Linked DNA regions of Mus musculus: region 2 is linked to region 1. A link is a contact called in public Hi-C data. All regions are on one chromosome and are shown on one strand. The core of a region is the stretch at or near the end of the contact, and the rest is flanking DNA. Distances in the headings are between cores, read along the strand shown. Region 1 overlaps Scn9a (sodium channel, voltage-gated, type IX, alpha). Region 2 holds the start of Scn9a (sodium channel, voltage-gated, type IX, alpha).

Evidence for each region. A called contact is a pair of places that touch in the nucleus more often than the background predicts.
Region 2: a contact with region 1 is called in a Hi-C map of the N1E-115 cell line, with 4 times the contacts expected there. The contact joins the promoter of Scn9a here to the enhancer-like site in region 1. A contact is called at or near these places in 2 of 39 promoter capture datasets (the HPC-7 cell line and macrophages), 4 of 484 Hi-C or Micro-C datasets (the N1E-115 cell line, nephron progenitors, neural stem cells and 1 more) and 2 of 9 other capture datasets (adipose tissue and pancreatic islet).

What each region holds. Positions count from the first base shown.
Region 1 is chr2:66,595,222-66,601,143 of GRCm38.p6, reverse strand. The region is part of intron 1 of Scn9a (sodium channel, voltage-gated, type IX, alpha); the gene reads left to right. Among named protein-coding and RNA genes, the nearest start is that of Gm35265, 36 kb to the left of the region's middle. Within about 2 kb of position 3,658, at least 30 of the 459 cell types and tissues checked have an H3K27ac peak or open chromatin away from gene starts, as enhancers often do. A contact at or near this core is called in the N1E-115 cell line and pancreatic islet, where this site is marked.
Region 2 is chr2:66,633,362-66,639,308 of GRCm38.p6, reverse strand. It overlaps Scn9a (sodium channel, voltage-gated, type IX, alpha), which reads left to right and starts at 4,347. Exons shown (of 27, transcript NM_001290674.1): 1 at 4,347-4,853. It overlaps Gm35265 (a long non-coding RNA gene), which reads right to left and starts at 5,545. Exons shown (of 7, transcript XR_374598.4): 1 at 4,828-5,545.

The DNA.
Region 1 (5,922 bases), core at 2,409-4,908:
AAATTAATGTTATTAATGTAATAATTATGACATGGCTTCCTTGAGACACAACTATTAGTGGAAAAACGATAAGATAATAATGAAGGAAAGAGCAATTCCTGTCTGTGGTTATCCCCTCTTCTCCTTCTCCCTGCATTGTATCATAAACAAAAGCAATGCAAACAGACACTAATTATAGGAAACCTTCTAGTCTTTTTGTAATTGGTTCTATCATTTTCTCCCATAGCAACTGTGATCTAAGACTTGGTTCACAAACCAAAGCTAGTCCATTCCCTGGAGTTTTTACCTTGTTCCTCTGTGGAATCCTAAAACAAAGACACCCAAGGAGATGCTTAGGCAGGCTTGAGACTTGGTGTTTGTCCTTCCCTTCCCTTCCCTTCCCTTCCCTTCCCTTCCCTTCCCTTCCCTTCCCTTCCCTTCCCTTCCCTTCCCTTCCCTTCCCTTCCCTTTCCTTTCTTTCCTTTACTTCTCTACTTTCCTCTCTCTTTCTCAACTATATGCCTGATGTTTCTAATTCTTTCATCTCAAGCATTATGAAATGGTAGAGGTGAGCTACTGGAGCTTAAAGCTCAAAAGTTGACTTTGTCTCAGCTTCAATTTTACTAGAGCAGTATTTGCTTGCTAACTCTGAGCTTTTTAAATCTCAAAGCCTGATATCAACATTCGTTTTATAAAGTATATGAGGGGTATATTCATTTTCTCTTTCAGAGCAATACTGCATATGAAGAAGTTATGAAAACATATGCTATATTTTATAAAACATATTTTATATGTTACATAAAACATGATATATATATATATATATGTGTGTGTGTATATATATATATATGTATATATATTTGGTTTTTTTGAGACAGGGTTTCTCCATGTAGCCCTGGCTGTCCTGGAACTCACTTTGTAGACCAGGCTGGCCTCGAACTCAGAAATCTGCCTGCCTCTGCCTCCCAAGTGCTGGGATTAAAGGCGTGTGCCACCACGCCCAGCTTAACATGTCATATTTTATGTAAGTAGGAATTTTAATTATGGTTAAAAATTTTATGTCATTCTATCATGTGCATGAATGATAAAAACATCTTATCTACCATGTTAAATGAACTAAGTCTTAACTGTTCTTATAAATAGGCAAATTAATGATGGAGTATTTCCAAAGGAAATGACTCCACAGATAATATAGTGATATAGCAATATTTATCAAATATTAAAAAGAACATTAAAAATAAATAACAAATATATAACTGACATGTTCTTGGTAAGCATGAGTGTATCAAGAAATAAGCATGATATTATTAGAAGGCCACAAGTATAAAACCAGAAATTTTAGTTTTACAGCATAGAACCAGCAAACTAGCAGTGGTTGAAAGAGAGACTGCCCCACTTTGGGATCCATCCCATCTGCAGACACCAAACACTGACACTACTGGGATGCCAAGAAATGCTCCCAGGCTCTGCTAGCACCTGACAAAGGCAGATGTAGACACTCACAGCCAACCACTGGACTGAGCCCAGGACCCCAGTGGAAGAGCTAGGGGAAGTAACTGAAGGAGCTGAAGGGAATTGCAACCTCATAGGAAGAACAATAATATCAACTAACCGGAACCGCCCCCCCCCGCCATCTCCTGAGATCCCAGGGAGTAAAACACCAACCAAAGAGTATACATGGAGAGACCCATGGCTCCAGCTACCTATGTAGCAGAGGATAGCCTTATTTGGCATCAATGGGAGAGGAGGAGCTTGGTACTGTGGAGGCTTGATACCCCAGTGTAGGGGGATGCTAGAGAGGTGAGGTGGGAGTAGGTAGGTAGGTGGGGGAGCACCCTCTTAGAGGTAAAGGGGAGGGGAGGTGGGATGGATACTTTGCAGGAAGAGACCAGGAAGGGAAGAGGGGCAACAACATTTGAAAAATAAATAAATACAATAACCAATAAAAATAAGATAAGAAATAGTAATAATAATAAAAGACTGACACAGAAGGTCCAGTAAAAACACTGTTCTGTAAATGCACTTCCATTTGTGTTAGGAAGCTGATGTTTAAATACAAGTATCAGGGTGAAAACTTGTGTATAGTCAACTATAAATTGTATTTTCTTAAAATAAATCGTTTGACGTTAAAAAAATCCCACAAGTCTGTTCTGTTCCCTTCATATTATTTAAAAACAGTTTGTCTTCATTTCCATTTGTTCTCCATTCTTACAGATGTGATATTACAGAATGAACAAAAACATGACTGAGTTCTTTCTTTTCTACTATTTATAACAGTAAAGTTAATTTTAATTAAAAAATGCAAAGCACACAAATACTGGGGAGACAGCCAACCGTTCTTAAAGAGCGCAGCTGTTATTGTCAGAATGTGCTAACTGAAGGAAAGGCTTCAGGAAAGAATTCTTATGCATTGGAGCTCAATAGGTAAAGTGTTTGCAAGCACAAGAACCTGAGTTAGATCCTCTAGCAATTACATTGTTAAAAGTTAGGTATGGTAGTTTGTGCTTGCAGTCTCAAAGCAAGAAGGCAGAAACAGGAGGAACCGTGAGACTGGGTTGTCTGGGCTTATAAATTGACTTCTTTCCAAGAAACCATCCAGGCAGCCAAACCCCTTGCACAGTGTCTTGGGATGTAGATGTAGAATTCCTTAGCATCCCAAGAAGTCATCCAGACAGCAAAACATAGCCCCAGGGACATGAACTATACTTTCAGAGCATCTGAGAGTCTACACCACAGTGAAAGCTTACTCAACTGATGCAGAGCCAATGCTTGAACATCTGAGAGCCCAACTGTACTCTACACCCCCGCCCCCAGACAGGAGAACACCCAGGAACACCATATATAGATCATTTTATTTCACACAGGTTATCTAACTTTATTTTGATTTATTATGTTAAGATGTCTTGTTGTTGTCATTTGTATTTTGATGTGTGTGGTGCTCAAGATAAAACCCATGGCCTTGTGTGTGTTAGGCAAGTATTCTGCTACTGAGCTGTCTCCAGCCTATTAAAAGTGATTTTTACACTAATAATTAACTTTCTTCTTTGCAATGGTAAGCTTTATGATAAAGAGATTTATTGATCAGGGACTAACTTAGATAAAATAAACTCAATATTTTATTGCTAAGAAATGTGTGTTTTTCAATCTAGAAGTTTTTGTGTGAGAATTAACAGATTTATAGACCGTCTCATTAATCTTCTTCAATCGATTGCACTTAGGAGCAGGTACATATGACAATTTAAGCACATAAAAATGGGTTACACTTTAACATAGTTCTCAAGCAATATGTTTTTGCATATTTAAAAATTAAAGTGAGGAAGATCCAAGTTAAAGATCATGCCACAGTCACTGGAAGGCTGTTACACAGATAATGAGTCTTTTCTGTGCCACGTTTGAGGTCTGAGGGTTTGTGATTACTTGACTGTGCCCCTAAGGAAGTTAAAAACAACTTGCCTGTCATGTTAAATTTGATTTTTAAAGAACAGTTGGCCAGAAATTTGCCTTAAACACACGGACAAAGTGTGGCTTCTAGATTCTTGATGGGCAGGCATTATTCGATTACATTTCTTGGGATTGTTTTATTTAATTACAAGAACAGCTCACCAAACAAGCTAGTCACTGATTGAATTTCTAAGCTCAGGTCTGCTGCGTAAAACCAAATGACTCATCAGGAAAACTCTTCAGTGACTCACATGCCAAGACCTTCATGGCAAATAAATATTCCGAGGCATGGACTCTCGTACTGTAAGCTTTTTATACGCACTGAGATCCCTCTCCCAGTATTATATTTGTATATTTGTGTATACTGGACTGGGGAACAGCAGAGCATAGCTTTTGTTCTGGCTTGATTACCCGTGTCACAGTCTGCTTAGACAAGCTATCAGACCCTCTAAAGGACACCTCAGTGTCCAGGTTGGATTGAAAGGCTTCAGGTTCCTTCAAGTATTCATTAAATCAGAAGTGGTTTTCGGCAGGATCACTGCGTTGTATAGGTTTGGTCTCACTGGCACAAACCAACACAAAGGAGGAAAATGGAATTCAGAACATCAGCAAGCATCACCCGTAAACAGAGCTTTCGCTACTCGCTATGCTCAAGAGTGCTCGAGTGAACTTCTCTAGCAGGTTACCCACCCTTTCCATTCTGTTCATTCCCAAATGAAGACTTCATACATTGTATTTGTGCCCCATTAAAAGTTTTAAGTGTTACAACCTTTAAAGTACTATAATACCAAGTGATAAACTTAGGCATGAGTATGAAGCAAGATCACTCACACTTGAGAGTATCAACACGGAGGTGGTTTACTTTCTAATTTACATTGGGTCATAGGAAATCACAAAAGACTCTTCAAACAGTGTTTAGTGGTTTCTCTTTCAAATGAATGGTGCACATAAAAAGATCTCCTCATCTAAAAAAGCCAATGGTTACACTGTAATGTTGACTTATTTGAATGCGGATCCTTTCAGAACAAGGGATTTGAAAATTGCAGGCTGAGGTTTGCATATCAAATCAAGATGGTTAATAGTTACTGAGCCTCAGTGGGGATTAATAAACATAGTCTTAGAGTAGTTGGGTTTTCATTTCTAGGCCATAAACTTGATTTGAGTGGTGTTAATTATTTCATTTCTGTGACAGAGTACCTGGCAAAAACAACTTCATCAGTTCTGTTTGGTTGACAATTGCAGGGGATGAAAATCCCTCATGGCAGGGAGGGGCAAGAGGTGAGAGAAGGCGGCAGATGGTCATTCTGTGCCCTCAGACAGGAAGCAAAGAGTGATTAATGCTTCTGCTCAGCTTGCCTTCTGTTTACTCAGGCAGGAACCCCAGGTCAAGAGATAGCATCATCTGTATGAATATACGAGTCCACACCATGCCTAATCCAGACGATTCCGGACAGACAGGCCCGGAGATTAGGTCCAAGGAGAGTCAAGCTAATAACCAGCATTAACCATCACATGTGAGGCTGATAGGAAAGTGTCAGTTAGGAAGATTAATTTGCTTTAATATAGGCATTTGTATATATGAGATGTTTAAAGATGTCTGTATGTGATATGTGGAAGTCTAACTTAAATATTATCATTAGCAGGGAGTACATACTTTTAATGCATATTTATATTATGAATTCTTATGATTATGATAGTACATATATACGTATAACTCCAGGACTCAGTACTCAGGAGTGAAAAAGGGGAGAGGGCACAGGAGGACAGATGATAAGTTTGAAGCCTGTCTGGGCTACAAAAAGATAGCAGAGAAGGGTATGGTTAGGGAGGAAGTAGACTGTTTCTGGGTTCATAGGAAGAATGCAAGGATTTTCTTCCAAATAAAGTTGTTGTTTTTCTGTGCCTCTGAAAGTATGTTAAATAGTGCCAAAGCGGGCTGGAGAGATAGCTCAGAGGTTAAGAGCACTGACTGCTCTTCTGAAGGTCCTGAGTTCAAATTTTAGCAACCAGATTGTGGCTCACAACCATCTATAATAAGATCTGACATGTCTTCTGGAGTGTCTGAAGACAGCTAGAGTGTATTTACATATAACAAATAAGTAAATCTTAAAAACAAATGAATAAATATTGTCTTAGTCAGGGTTTTACTGCTGTGAACAGACACCATGACCAAGGCAAGTCTTATAAAAACAACATTTAATTGGGGCTGGCTTACAGGTTCAGAGGTTCAGTCCATTATCATCAAGGTAGGAGCATGGCAGTATCCAGGCAGGCATGGTGCAGGCAGAGCTGAGAGTTCTACGACTTCATCCAAAGGCTGCTAGCGGAAGACTGACTTCCAGGCAGCTAGGGTGAGAATCTTATACCCATACCCACAGTGACACACCCATTCCAACCAGGTCACACCTATTCCAACAAGGCCACACCTTCAGATGGTGCCACTCCCTGGTCCAAGGATATACAAACCATCACAAATATATTCTAAAAAACCTGCCAAAGTTC
Region 2 (5,947 bases), core at 3,098-5,597, 37 kb before region 1:
AGCTTGCAACGATTCTCGCTTTTAAGGTTAAACCCTTCTTAGGAACTGACCCAGTATTTCTCTTGTAATGGGGATTTTCTTTTTCCCTTTGAAAAGAAGAATATAAAACATCACCACCTCTTGGTGGTATATGGGGATTTCTTAACCTGCTGCTGCTTAATGCTAGTTCTGCCTTTTGCCTTGATTATTGCTGTTCTCGTGTAATTTTAGATCAGTCAAAGCTTCCAGGGCACTGGGCTCCTGATCTCTGGTGTGCCAGGTAGGCTTCCTCCTCCTGGTGTTCTGTCATATCACTTCTATCTGCTAAGACAAGCTCAACTTGCTACTTTCTTCCTTCATTTGGTGGTCCCTTACTTCTGAGCAGTGGCTTGGAAACTACCTTCTAAGAATAAGCAGATCCATCTTGTGTATTATGTTTCATGATGTCTGAAAACTAATGATTTGTGTAATTTCCCCTTTTGTTTAGCTTGAGACTTCTTTGTGCAAGATACAGCATTGGTAATAGTATTTTTCATCTAAAACTACTCTACTGGAAGGTCATTGGGGTTATCAAAAACGTGCCTGAAGGAGTCATCTCTAATTGGCCCTATGTATGTGAAAAATTCATACTGAGCAATTAAGAAATGTTTATACTATCTAAATATTAACTGCGTGAAAAAGCAAAGCATATTTACTTTCTTGACAGGAATCAAGAAATGGACACCATGTTAAACTAGACCACAAAACACTAGATGCTAACACAGCTGGGGTCCTACTTTTCCTTAGTTGTTATAATTTGTATTATTTGTCTAGTTTAACATATCAGCAGCTTATGTCTGACATCCATCAATGAATCTCATGTAAAATGCTAAATAAAATCACCATGTTCTGCTTTGTTCAATGGCTATTCCTAGTTGTCAACTAGACTACATCTGGAATGAACTACAGCCCAGAAATGAAGGGCACACCTTTAATCCAGATCTTGAGATTAGAAGACTCAGGCTCCTACCCTGATCTTGACATGGAAATCTTGAGGCATAGTTGCCATGAAAAGCTTAGGCCTAGGCAAGGTAGTACACACCTTTAATTTCAAGAAGCTGAGGCAAGCTGATCTTTGAGTTCAAGGTCAGCCTGGGACAAAGTAAGTTCCATATTCAGGTGTGGTGGTACACACCTTTAATCTGGGCAACATCTTCTGCTGGAGTCCTACATAAAGACGTTGGAAGACTCACTCTTTGCCTGTTTGCACTTACTTGCCAGCATATCTGTTGGAACGTACGTCTTCAAGATTCCAGCTTAGACAGAAGATGAACTGAAACAACTAGCCTCATGGAAAGGGGGAACATGTAGATTCTTGGATTTCCCATCTACAGCTGCCTATTGTTGGGTTAGTTGGACTACAGTCATTACAATAAATTCCCTTTATAGAGACATTCCATAAGTTCTGTGACTCTAGAGAACACTAATACACTTTGCTTTGTATATATATCCACTCAGCAACAAAACAATAATTGTTGTTTATTTTTTCACTTCCACAAAAGCAACTTTCTACCTCATCTGTCCTCCTTAAATAATAATATTGACAGTCTTGTATACAACCTATTGTTACAGTAATTGTCTAGCATTTGTATTTTATTTTTAATAGTACTGTTATTTCTATATTAAAACAATATTATCACAAAAGTACACTTACTTTCTAATTTTTCATGTGTGTGCATGATAGATACTAATTTATACACATAGACACCTCACATTTTTCTAACAGAATCACAGATGAGCGGATTTTAAAATTCTTAGTAACTTAGTGGTCACTAGCTGATCAACCAGGTGTACTCTGCCTTTCATAATTCAAACTTAACCCAAACTTTGTCTAAGGTATTCTCCACAATGTCTGCATGGGATGCCACTCTGAGTGTCAAATAATCAGTGTACACTGTTATACTCAAAAGAATATTCAAGGAGATGGTCTTCATGTTTAAACAGACAAAAATCATATGGCTGACAAAAATGTAAGAATCACATAATATAGGTTAATAGTAACATATTACAGGATAGTTGAGAAACAGAAAATGGTAAATTAAATAAAGAGTTGAAAAATGAAAAGAATTAAGAAAAAATAATGAATTATGTTCACCATGCCTTTATGAAAAATCATCAAAAATATTTCATCAAATTCCTTAGACAAACAAAAGAATATTTTGTCTTTAGCAAACTCTTAGAGAGCTGATGTGCCCTGGGAAGAGTGTGCTGTTAATGGATGCTTTAAACAGAAAAGTGAGAAAGAAATAGGCAATCCAGTTGACATGGTCATACTTTAGTTGTAAGGAAAAGGCATAAATACATGAAAGAATGAATTGATAATTTATACCTTGTTTATAATAAGCTTTTCTACTATGAAAAAGCCAGTGTTTGTTAGAAAATATGATTAGACAAACCCACAACCTGAATGAAATAGTTCCAAAACACATAAGGGAACATTAGCTGCAATGTACCAAGAACTCTTAGAATACAAGAACACATTAACCTGATTTAAGAACATGTCAGAGAACTTTGCTGACACCACACTGCACCATGGTTGTGGAGATGCAGATCATACCACTGTTGTCAACAGCATAACTGAGATACAACCTCACATCTCTTCTAACTGCTGAAATCTGAAACACTGACACATACAACACCAGCAGAGATGTTGGCAGGAACTCTCAGCCATGCCTGGTGAGGGGAAAAAAAAAAAAAAAAAAAAGACATGGACTCATTGGAATAGTTTGCCATTTTCTTGCATATTTAATCTCTCTTATGATACAATTTAATGGTAGTATTCTTGGTATTTACTGAAAGGAATTGAAATGTTATGTCTACAAACATACACACACACACACATTTATAGATGCTTTACTCAAATTCCCCAATACTGGAAAGTAATGAAGAAATGAAATAATCAGCTATGGTAGATCCAGACTATGGAATTAAAGATGTTGGTAATAAAAGGATTCTTTGCATACCTGGGAACAAGAAACTATGTGTCCTCTCAGTGATGCTGAGAACCTAAAATTGCTCTACAGTTAGAATTGTTTAAAAAAAATGGTACATTATGTTTTTTATTGAACTCTTCCTACATCTGAAATCATCCAGGTAAAAGGTGACTACTTTTCTAGCACACAGTTCTAAGAATTACTGTCAAATGATTTTTCCAGAGAGCTATCTCCAAAATTAAAGTTTTTTATTATTATTATTTATTTTATGTGTCTGAGTACACTGTAGCTTTCTTCAGACACACACCAGAAGAGGGCATCAGATCCCATTAGAGATGGTTGTGAGCCACCATGTGGTTTCTGGGAATTGAACTCAGGACCTCTGGAAGAGCAGTCACTGCTCTTAACCACTGAGCTATCTCTCCAGCCCCCAAAATTAAAGTGTTTGTACACACTTTGTAGCACATTTTTGCCTTTCAAGGGTGTAGTATTAAAGTCCCTCTTTCCTCCAGCACAGCAGGCCATATAGATGTGGTGCTTCAAACTGTGGATATTGAACTTAAGCTTCACTTCCCCGGGGTGGGGGTGGGGGTGGAGCGATTGGCACAGTATTGCAGAAAAAGCCTTGCCCATCAAGCTGATCTGACCTGCCCTGAACTTTCTGAAAGCTGGGTCATGAAGTCCATCCACCAAGTCTCAGAATCTGCCATCCTCCAATGTCTTCTTTCCGCAGATTGTTGTTGTGTTTCTGCCATTGCTTCCCCTGCCAAGTTTCTGCACAACACAACACACACACACACACACACACACACACACACACACACACACACACACACACACCAAGAACAATTTCTTTCCACAGTCCCTGAACTAATCTCTGAAATTCACCATCCCTGGGGTTGATTGCATATCCTGGTGAGCGGTCCTAAGTCTAGGAAAATCTAAACCAAGTCTTCCTCCCCACCTAGACCAGCCTCTACAGCCTAGTCAAACTTCAAAAAGAAATATGCATTCTTTGCCTATCTAGAAGACTGCACACTCACTTATAAAAACAAAAACAACAAACAAACAAACAAAACAGGAAAAGGACACAGCCTAAAAATCGGTTCTGAGCATTCACTACCCAGCTCTACCAAGGGCAAACCCCAAAGGAGGGAACAGTGTTCTGCAGGCAGGGAGGCACCTGGAGGACAATGCTTTGTACATTCTCCCCAAGCTCCAACCCTTTGTCATTCTTCTCTGCCTTGCAGTTTTTCTCCGACTCAGCCTTCAAGCCACATAAAGTGGCTTCTCGGAAACATTAGCACTGAACTGGAGGGAAGGAAGGAGCTAGAGGGAGGTGGGGCGAGGTGATGGAAGGGCCTTTTTAGCTGCCCGCCACACTGGCGCACACTCGCACACACCCCACCCAGAGAGGTGGCCGCGGGTGAGAGGCTGTGCGACCCACCTCCTGTCCCTTCTTCTAGCACGGAGTATAGAGGCTGCCGCATCCCTAGCATCACCACGCCCAATCGCCAGGTCTCCGCCCTGCACCGTCTACCGGGCTGGGAGGAGGGAGCTAGGGGTGGGGACCCGAGAGCTCAGGGAGCATCGAGGAGGCCTAGCGACGCGGTTGGCAGCCGAGGGCGGGGTCGCTTCATCCTGAGCAGACTAGAAACAGACAGACTCCGTGCAGGCCTAGCCTGCGCTCCAATTGCGACTCTAGCCTTTTCAATCCTGCCCACTGTGCAGGCTGGTCTGGTCTAGCCTGGGTATCCCGGACTCCTAGTAGCAGGCACTGTGAGCAACAGGATTTCAAAGAAAGAAGCAGAGGGAAGAAAGAAGCCTGGGAAGAGAGGAAGACTTCCCTTGGATCAGAATCCGCAGGTGCACTCACCGGGTGGGCATGATCCGTGGGGCCAGGTCAGTGAAAGTCTTTTTTTTTTTTTTTTTTTTTTTTTTTTCCCAACCTCTTGCTACTCCCGCGAGTGTGGAAGAAAGAGGACCTAAGGTCCCTTTGCTCCCTTCAACTGCCACACCCACCTGTGTCCGTTTTTCACAAACTCGAATTTAGCCACCAAGGATTGCACCACCAGGAATTTAAAGGGGCTGAAAGAGGTGGGGATTGGGGGCGGGGAAGGTGGGGTCAGCAGAGAATGAAATCCAACTATTTCAACCGGAAAGCTACGCTCCCAACCCCCCCCCCCCCAAAAAATCACACTCTTGCGGCTCCTACGGGTTCAACAATATACACAAAGGTAGAGATGCTTAACAGTCTGTTATTTCTTTTCCGTCTACTCCAGTGGAGTTGTTACATGGGTCTCAGGACCAGGGCCAGCTTATGCTTCTTGACTAGCTAATAAAAAGGCATGTGCTTTAGAGCGAGTGTCTGCAAAGATAAACACGCAGACACAGCATTGCTGACTTACCTAGGAAAGATCAGAAAATCTACACACCCCAGAGAAGCATTAACAGGCAAATAAAGAACCAGCCCGTTTCTTAACAGTTTGTTTGTTTGTTTGTTTGTTTGTTTTTCAGGTCAATGAGCACTTTATAATGAAAATTAAAAGTTTTAGTTCATTTTAATTTGGTATATAGTACAACTGAATATCATGAACTCTCGAAGGGTGAATTTTTTTTCTTTGCATGTGTGTGTGTGTGTATGTATGTGTGTGTGTGTGTGTGTGTGTTCCAAACAAGATTAATCAATCAACCAACCAACCAAATAAACTAAAGCCAGTTTTTTAAATCATAGCAAAAAGTTTTACAAGGCTTTCTTTTCTTTTTCTTTTTCTTTTTTTAAGTTTTAGAGTCAACAGTAAATTACTTTAATCCAACAGCAATTTTGCCAGAACCAAATTTGGGGCATTTTTTTTCCCTCAAAGAAAACTTATAAAAGATAAAGACCAAATTAATATATGCTTTTACACAAATGATGGGATTTTTGGTTGCCGACTGTGAGTCGCTGTTGGGGGCAGAGTCATTTCTGCCTAGAAACATTTTTTTTTTTTTTTCCT